Regions from separate parts of the Gossypium hirsutum genome. Here region 2 is linked to region 1. The links are chromatin contacts, called in public Hi-C maps. All regions are on one chromosome and are shown on one strand. Each heading gives the region's core, a stretch centred on a gene start, on an enhancer-like site or on the middle of the called end of the contact. The rest is flanking DNA. Distances are from core to core; before and after follow the strand shown.

What was found. Hi-C and Micro-C count contacts between places; a contact is called where the count stands out from the background.
Region 2: a contact with region 1 is called in a Hi-C map of leaf, with 2.0 times the contacts expected there. The contact joins the promoter of LOC107889565 here to the enhancer-like site in region 1. A contact is called at or near these places in 9 of 34 Hi-C or Micro-C datasets (anther, callus, cotyledon and 5 more).

The regions. Positions count from the first base shown.
Region 1 is chrA11:106,978,320-106,983,227 of Gossypium_hirsutum_v2.1, reverse strand. No RefSeq gene overlaps it. Among protein-coding and RNA genes, the nearest start is that of LOC107962402, 10 kb to the right of the region's middle. Within about 2 kb of position 2,702, at least 9 of the 9 cell types and tissues checked have an H3K27ac peak or open chromatin away from gene starts, as enhancers often do. A contact at or near this core is called in cotyledon, fibers, hypocotyl and 1 more, where this site is marked.
Region 2 is chrA11:107,023,722-107,028,629 of Gossypium_hirsutum_v2.1, reverse strand. It overlaps LOC107889565 (auxin-responsive protein IAA16), which reads left to right and starts at 2,085. Exons shown (of 4, transcript XM_016814042.2): 1 at 2,085-2,711; 2 at 3,231-3,620; 3 at 3,721-3,782; 4 at 3,866-4,254. The coding sequence starts at 2,473. The coding sequence ends at 3,903.

The sequences.
Region 1 (4,908 bases), core at 1,453-3,952:
GAAATATACAACTTAAATGAGCATCAGGTGAAAACTACATGCCAAATTACAAAGTTTAAATATAATAAGCTTACTTGCAAATGTTCAAGGAATTATTTTCCATTAATGTCACCCATCACTTTTTCTTGGATGTGGAATTAGACACTGACGTATCTCTTTGGAGGTTCAAACTAAATAATAAACATATATCAAATTTTACTTTTAGGCTTTATAACATGCTAAGAAAAAACTTTATTTCTTTTAATTATGAAACAGATGTAAAAATTAGCACTTACCTCCGATACCACACAGTCAATATGTGAAACATGGTTGCATTCTTTGCAAGAATAAATGCATGTCATGCTCTGGGTTTCTTTTTGTTTCACATGTATCACAATAGTATTCTTCATAATTATCTTCAATCACTAAAGTTGTGAGTACAAGTGGATGCAAATGACGTTTGTTCTTGACGACGGAAGGTAGTGAAATGCATTCAAGATGTATATAAAACATACACTTGAGGCAGCTGAACAACGTGTCCTTACAAGCTTCACCACATGAATCACATTGGGGAGATTCATCACCGAAAAAACCTTTCCCCAAATGTAGAAGATGGTGATCGGCATGGCAATTATGTTTTATCTCACGAAATTGATACTTAGCGCATGAATAGTGCATTGGGAAATTGCATGCTACACAAAAGAACAGCATGCCTTCAACGTCTTCATTGCAGGCTTTGCATGGAGGTCTCCACTCAGATTGGAATGGAAATATGGGAAGAGGATGTTGTGGATGGAACGAGCTCTGAACTTCCTTCGGTATGTGCTTGAGACAAAATTCGTGTAGAAAGAATCTTAAACAATAAGTGCAAGCATATATTATACCGCAAAGGCGTTGTCTACGTGCCATGCAAGTCAAATCAAAGTTTGGCTCTGTTTGTAAAATGCCGATCTTGCATTGTGTAATTAGATGGGGGTGACTAAAATGGTTGAATATGGTTTTGACTTTTCTCACTTTTTGGGTTTCATCTTTTGAAGTAGCACATTTGTTGTCAAGGTTGAATGAACAAAGTTTACAGCTATAACGTGAACCAATACATAGTTCTTCACATCTGTCACACATAAATATTGTTTCTTCTTCATAATCATCATTTCGTATCAATGGGTGAGGATGAAAAGAAACACTTAGTATCCGAGAAAAAAAAAAGGAATTGTTAGAGATAAGGATAATTTATTGTTTCTCCGCTTTCATTTTGGAATTTTAAATATATTATTTCAATTCTACACATTGTCAAATTGTGATATGATTAGTATATTAATAATCTTTGAGAACTAAAATAATAAATTATTACATAGATACTAACCATCTCCAATCCCAAACTTCCATCGTCAAAATTCTCTTTTCTTTGAGGATCTAAATGCATCTTTTTCGGAGGCTCAAGTACCTAAGCACAAATGTTTAGTTTCATACTTGTACCAAATACAACAAAACCTTCGTAATAAGTTTAGGATAGTGAATAACATCGGTTTTGTTTTGGTTTAAAACTTAGTAATTATACATGTGCCATTTTTTTACCACGCACATTTCTATTGTGAGTTAAACGACTACTATTTTAGCTATTACAGTTGTCTTACCTCGGAAAGGAAACAATGAATATATGCAATATAATTGCATTCTGCGTAATAATAAACATGGTGTAGTCAACCAATTTTGTCCGGGCCCATTTAATTTATTTGCAAATAAATAAACCCAAATAAATGAATAAAAGTCCAAGACTAAATAGTTCAAAAAAAAATCCATTTACAAAACACTAAATAACCCATGGCCCAAAACCCAATTCTAATAAACCCATTTTCTAACCAAATACCCCAAAACTTTTTAGCCCAATTACATAATGTCTGGCCCAAATTGTATATTTCCAAAACCCAATAAAAATTAGCCTAAATAACCCCAAAACCCGAGGCCCAATGCACCTAGAATTATTTCAATTTCCTGAGAATGCTAGAAGCTTCTAGAGTAAGCCAGAAGGACACCAAAAGGTTAGCTTCTCACGAGAAATTTCCACGCTCAGCCTCCACGTCACCAGGGGGGCTCCTCCGTACGGCCGTTCCCGCAAAGAATACACGAGAAGAGAGATAACAGAATTTACAGAAGATGACAGCGATGAACATAGAATTTCATTTTTTTACTTTATTCTGTAAATCCAGGCTATAAAAAGCCTCATTTTTGTACTCCAGAGATTTTTATGCACACAGAATATACATCTACATATGCACACTAAATTCTGAAAAAAGGTATTTCGAAAGCAAGTTTATAAACGTGATTTTCAGTTTTTTTTACTGGCTTTTAGTATTTTTCGTTGAATCTTTTCATTTTTTTCTCAATCTTTCGATATTGTATTTCAAAATAAAAAAAGAAACGAAAAGGGGATCTTACTTTTTCAAATTCGCCACGGATTCTTCTTTGCTTCGTTGAGATCGAAGTATGAGGAATGATCTTGAGGCCGCAAACTGGTTTCTGGATTCTGGAAGTTCTATTGTTGGAGGCGGTATGCTAAAGGAAACCCTAAAATAATGGGCTGATAGCATGATTCATTTCAAAAGGGGAAGGAATTATGTTTTAGGTTAAAAAATGATTCAAAAAGAGGGGGTTAGCAGCAGGCCTAAAACGACGCCGCACAGGGGGGAGGGTCCGCGCGTTAACCCGCCTAGAGCCCCGAATTTGTGCCTTTGCGCCTGGAATGGTATATTTTCGCGGAAGGTCCCTCCTCCTTGTACCGCGGCGCAATCTGCTCCCATCTGCGTTTAATCTGCTTTATTCTCTTTTAAATTATCCCTAAAATTTGAAATACTTTTATGTTTTAGTCCACATTTCAACACAATGTTTCAAGATCAGGGATTATTTCAATATTGATCCCTGTAAATTCATGTGTGTTATATATGTGTCTCCTTTAATAGTTTTACTTATTTTGTAAATTTTCTTTTTATTTTACTTTAATTTCGATTAAGTATTTTATTAGATTTATGTTATAAATTTGGGTTTATTCACTTATATATTTTCAGTCTTTTTATTAATGTTGTATATTCATCCTTGTTTTATTTTCGTTTTTTATTTGTTACTGTTTATATCGTTTGTAATGTTAATATTAATGGTATTATTTGTATTGTTGGTTACTTATTTGTTGTAATTTGGGATACTTGAATTTCCATATTGTTGTACATTATTTTATGTGTTATTATACATGTATATACCTCATAATACTTGGTTTTATTCCATGAACATTATTAACATTAAAATTAACTATTTTTTCACATATTGATGTTATTAGTATTTGTTTTTTTAAATAAAATCGCATGTTATATACATTAACTAAATTTTAACTATACATGTACGAAAATTATTGATATACATAATTTAAATACCTTTTTAAATATTAGTATTTTTATGCATATAATTTCTTTTAGATTTATTTACATATCTTTCTTCTTTTTAAAAAAATCCATCATATTTTGTGTATTATTTAAGTTATTATTAAACATATATTTAGAGCATATATTTAATTTGTATTCATTATTAAAGCCAAGATATTTTTATACATATATATATTTTTTGTAGTAAACTCATATAATTGTGTTTTTAAAATTATTACGTATATAAGTTATGTTTAATTCTATAATTCATATTTTAATTAAATGATATTTTGACCTATAATTATTTCTAGCATTTTTACATGTATATGGTACATATTAAATTATTTTTACTATGGTACATGTTATTAATTTCATATAATTTTGTGTAAATATTTTTTCTATGTATATATACATCCTCTCTTAAAATTATTTATGTGTATAATATTTTTAAGAACCCTTTTAAATCATATAATTTATTGTATTTCATATTATTTATATATATATATTTACTTATATAACTTATATATTTACTTCATTTTTTTATTAGTTTTATTTTTTATCAATACAAAGGTTTCATAAATTGACTTTGTATATTATTTTATATCATATATTGTTATTCCTTCATATTTAATATATTATTTAAATTATCTTGTGAATTCTCAATTTTTGAATAAATTTATGTTTTAAATATTTTGTGCATGATTTGATTTGAACTTTGAAATTTATAATAATTATTTCAATAAACATATATCCCAAGTTTTATGCAAATGTGTCAACTTAGATATATTATATGACCATTAATCCTTCATTTTGTTTCATACATATTTTTGTACATCATTTTATTTTGTGTTATGATCATGTATACTATTTTTTTTATTATTCATTATCCATGCTTAAAGAATTTTTTATTACATTATACCTAGAATGAATGTTAGACATATTAAGCAAGGTTTATTGTATTTCGAGTATATTATTTCATATTTTTTTTATTTTTTATAATGCATTAAATATTTCATTAATTTTTAAATGAATAAACATGTTTTTTGAGCAAATTTCTAAATTTCAATTATTTAAAGTTTTTGAAATAAGGCAATATCTAATATTTGGGGAATTCGGAAAAATTATGCTCAATCGTACTGGGTATGACTTTTCCGACGAACCAAATATTTAGATAACCTTTTATACTTTTAATGCATAAGTTTTTTTAAAAAAATTCGAAAATCGATCGTATCTTAAAGGTATAAGTAATCGTATCCAATCGTACTGGGTATGAAATTGCATATCTTCGGAACGGGAAATTTTTGACAGCTAATTTGAGCTATTAAAATTTTTTTTATTTACTTCGAAAAATATTTTTTAATCTAAGGACAGCATCAAATCAATTTGGTACCAGTTTTTTGGGCGTAATGAGGGTGCTAACCCTTCCTCATGCGTAACCGACTCCCGAACCCGTTTTTCTTTATTACTCCTAAACCAAATTTATTTTTCATTGAACAAAGCATTTTAATAGGTGGTCCAA
Region 2 (4,908 bases), core at 836-3,335, 46 kb before region 1:
CTTGTCATACGAGGGTAAGGAAGCATAGACTTCTTCAATTGTGAGAGATTCGTGACTATACAAAATTGTATCTCTAAAGGTTGAATAATACGGGGGCAACGAACAAAGTAGAATTAACCCTAAATCTTCTTTATCATACTGAACTTCCATGGCATCTAAATCTGAAACAATTTCTTTAAACACAATTAACTATTTGAGCACAAATATACCTTCCTCCAAATGATAAGAATAAAGATGTTACTTTAGATGCAACTTGCTAATTAGGATTTTCAACATGCATAGCTATTGCAATTTTCCCCATAATGCAATGACGGTCTTCTCTTTCAACACGTCCTGTAGAATTTCATTCGACAGATGAGGTTGTAATGGCATTAAAGCCTTTAGATCTTTGCACTTCTTCTCTTTATCCGTCAATATCAAAGGCATCTTATCTAACCCTAGCAGGACATCCTCCAAATCCGTTTGTGCAAGACCTGCCTGCATCTTTACTTACCACAACATGAATATGGTGTTATGATCTAACAGCAGAATATCATACTTCATTGTCACCATTACCATGATCTAGATAAGCAACTCGAAAAGTTCTTGATACTAGTTTGTTGAACTAACGTCGATAATAGAAATAAAGAACGATCGCAAAGCAATAAGAAAGAAAAAAGAAAACACATAGATTTTACGTGGAAAACACTTTCGGGAAAAAATCAAGGGCAAAAGAGAAGAAAATTCACTAATGTCAAATTCGATTGATTGATGATGAGTTTCAACTACATCTATTTAAAGGTTGAAAAACCTTATTCTAATCAATGCCAAATAGATAAAGTGTAGTAAGGCTGAAAAACCTTATTCTAATTAAAATAAAATAAAAGAAATGTAGTTCTATATAGATTTTACCATTGTATTTTATTTTAACAATAATTCGGGTTATTCATTTCTAACATGATGAACTCCTTATGTGGTTTGTATTTAATTCTGGATGGTTGGATACTAGAGTTGTTTTGATGTTATCTTAATGCTATAATGATCTGATACATTAATGATTGATTTCATAGTTTGGTTTTATAGTTGTTGGTTGGTTAAGTTTCTAAGGGGGAGTATCATTTTGAATATTGGATTTACCTTACTTGATATTGTTGTAGTGTTTTTGGTAAAAAAGTTGCCAAAAGTGGAGAATGTTAGTTCCAGTTGCACATTTTAGTTGTACTATCAATTACGTCTCACTTTGCATTTGGACAGTTGTATAATTTTCCATATGTGTTGATATATTTTGACTAAATTCTTGTGATTATTTTTCTTACATGTCTTTGAGGGCTTTGAGCATAAATTAATTAGATTTGGTTATGTTGAATATCGTAAAACAAAAACTTTATTTGAAGAGTTTAAGTGTAATTTACTTATTATTTTGAAAGAGATCTTGTTTCTATTGAAGTTCAAATGTTGAAAATCTCTAGTTATTTGATGCCAAATAGAACACCAATTGGAGCAAAATCTACAATTGTCTATGTATTCATGTAAGAATTAGAAAGAGCACTTATTTGTTTATTAGAAGAACTTGCATTAAGTGCAATTTGATTGTAAATAAATTATTTTCATTTTCAGTTTGAGAGTGTGAGGTTTAGGGTGAATTTAGAAATTCTTTTAGGGAGGACTAAAATTAAATTATGAATTTTCGAGCTGTCAAATATAGATTTTATAATGTATTAATTTATGATTTTATAATTTTTAAGATGATATAATTTTAAAATTTTTAAATTTAAAAGGAATTCATTTTCCCCTTGTATCAGTTGGTGAAGTTATAATTAAATCACTATTTATATTGATTTATAGTGGATTTTACTCTTTGAACAAAAGAAACTACAAGGGACACGAATTACGCACCTATGCTATTTTACTCTTCCAATTATTCTATTTATTAAAACTAAACTTACAATCAACAAATAACTCAAAGCTAAAAGAAACCGAGTTAAAATGAATCTTCCGTTTTAAGTCTGATATAATTCAAATGAAATTCGCATGTAATGCCCCTAAAACATGAGATATATACCATAATAAACACCATTGTTAATAGCATCTTCATAAACTGGTTGTAAATTGGTGGAGCCTAGCAGACAAGAGGGAGGCAAACAACACAAACTCTTGTATCATTCTAACAATTACATCATCCATGACGCCACTTCCCCGACACATCTTGGACGGTTGAATTAACACTATCTCCACTTGGAATAATCGTCACCGTCCAAATCCCACAACCATAATATTCCGCAACAGTATATTATCTTTTGACATAAACCATATTTTGGCCTTCTTCTCTACCATTTTCACACTCTTCCTTTAGCAAAACCACATTCTCAAGAGAAACAAAGGGGAAAAAAAAAAGCAGAACGCAAGTGAAGAGATATCAGGAAAGAAAATTAAAGTCGGGTTGCTTTCGGGTTTTTGAGCTTTGTTCGTAAAATTTGGTGTATAAGTAACACAATGACTAGCATTATGGATGCAGAGCGTGACAAGTATAGCATGATTAATTTCGAAGAGACGGAGTTACGTTTAGGATTACCCACAGGCATTGAAAATGATAATGAAACCGCCAAAAATAATGGGAAAAGAGGGTATTCGGATATGGTTGATTTGAAGCTTAACCTTTCAACAACAAAGGAAGCATCGGTGGATGAAGCTGAGAAGATGAAGGAGAAAAACACTGCAAAGCCCCCTGCTAAGTAAGCTACCGTTATACTTTTTCTTTCTCTTGCTTCTTGGTTAGTTAATGATCTTGTTCCTTCATTTTTTTAATTTCTTTTTAGAGACAAGAAGTGAGCATGTACAAGCATCATGAGTATAGTTTTGAATGAAATAATACTTTCTTTTTTTGGCGACGGAAGTTGTTTTCGTCGCTAAAAAGCTCTTTCTGTTACTGAGATTAACTGTTGGATATTAGTTTGAATGGTACTAGAAGATGAGTCTTGATTGAATCTTGGCCATGTAAAGCGTAGAAACAATTTTTAGTGGGATATTTGGTGGCTTTAGTTGTTTGTCGGGAAAAAGAGGGAAAACAAAACATGTGGAATCTTTATTACTTTTCCCAGCAACCAAACAATAATTCAAAAGTTTTAACTTGAAAATGGCTAAGATAGTCCACAGCTAAGCTACCAAACTTTTGGTAGACGTCAATAGTTGACAATATTTTTTTTGTTTTTTTGCTAGTTTTTTTATGGTAAATTTGAATACTTGGATTTTAGGGCACAAGTAGTAGGATGGCCACCGGTCAGGTCCTTTCGGAAAAACATCATGACCGTTCAGAAGAACAGCTCCGACAACAAGGGTGAGAAAACCGGCAGTGGAAACACCATTAACACCGCCTTACCGGCGGCGTTTGTTAAGGTCAGCATGGATGGTGCACCCTATCTACGCAAGGTGGACTTGAAATTATACAAGAGTTACCAAGAACTATCGGATGCCTTAGGCAAAATGTTTAGCTCCTTCACTATTGGTAACTGTGGGGGTTCACAAGGAATGAAAGATTTCATGAATGAAAGCAAATTAATAGATCTCTTGAACGGGTCTGAATATGTTCCTACTTATGAAGACAAAGATGGAGATTGGATGCTTGTTGGTGATGTCCCATGGGAGTAAGTTATTTTCCAACTCCAGTTAATTTTTTTACAGTTATTTATACTAATTAATTTTATGATTTAAAATTAACTCAAATTTTTTAACTAAATTTTGTAGAATGTTTGTCGATTCATGCAAGCGTTTACGAATCATGAAAGGATCAGAAGCCATTGGACTTGGTTAGTAACTATTAGTTCTATGTAGACTAATTTTATTTGAATATATAGAAGCTTATGGGGATAATTTTTCATGGCACTGGCAGCTCCAAGAGCAGTGGAGAAATGCAAGAACAGAAGCTGATGCTAGCTTCATTACAAAACAACAATCTGAGTTAAGAATCAAGTGTTAGTAAGATAAAAAGAAAAGAGAGCAGCAAACCGGTTCGAAAGGGATCGAGCAGGGAGTTTGAATGTGTTCATCAGCATGAAGAAAAAAAGAGAAGAAATTATTAAGAGACAAGAAATCTATACGAAAAATATTTACAAGACTTGGTTTTAATTTCTTCTGTGGGTTGTGTAAGAATTAATAACCTAAAAATTATTAATAATGTTTTTGATTAGTTATGCATGTGATTTCTTTTCTTGTTAATGTTATATTGTAAGAAAAGATTCTGTGCATGTAATATTTAATTTAATGATCGGTTTTGATGAATTTTATAATGTTTTATTGTAATTGGTTTAGGAGACACACAAACAAGATCCATGAACGAAGTGATAAGGTTAAGGGCAACGCCATGTGCAAACGGCCGGCAGCATTTAAGATTTCAATTATAACTATTTTTTAATTAATTTTCAAATTATTTTAGAAAATAAATAAATTATCAAGTAACTAACAATTGAATTAGCTTAAATGCTGGATTTGGTTGGAAAAATAAAAAGCATATTCCTTTTAAGATATATCCGACATGAAACTAGGGATTTGTAAAATTTGGTTTTGTTCTTTCCATTTTTAAAAGATTCCTTTAATAAAAGGTTAATATTGATTCTCACCAATTTTGGGGCAACATCAATGATATGTATATGGAATCTGTGTTTGTCTTTCTCAATAATATTATCTTTAAGTTTTGAATCTACGTTCTTCTTGTGAGAGTGTAATGTGTCTTACTATTTTATTTAATCACTTGTTGATAAATTTAATGCTATAAGGTAGAAAGATGCTTAAATTTAAACGATTAATTTAATATTTTTTTATTTATGTTTTAATTAGTTAATTTATTTGAAATTTAGGATTAATACATTTCTCCACTTCATTAAAAAATTAAGAGCATTTTAATCAAAATGGTTATAATTTTATAAAATTAATGAA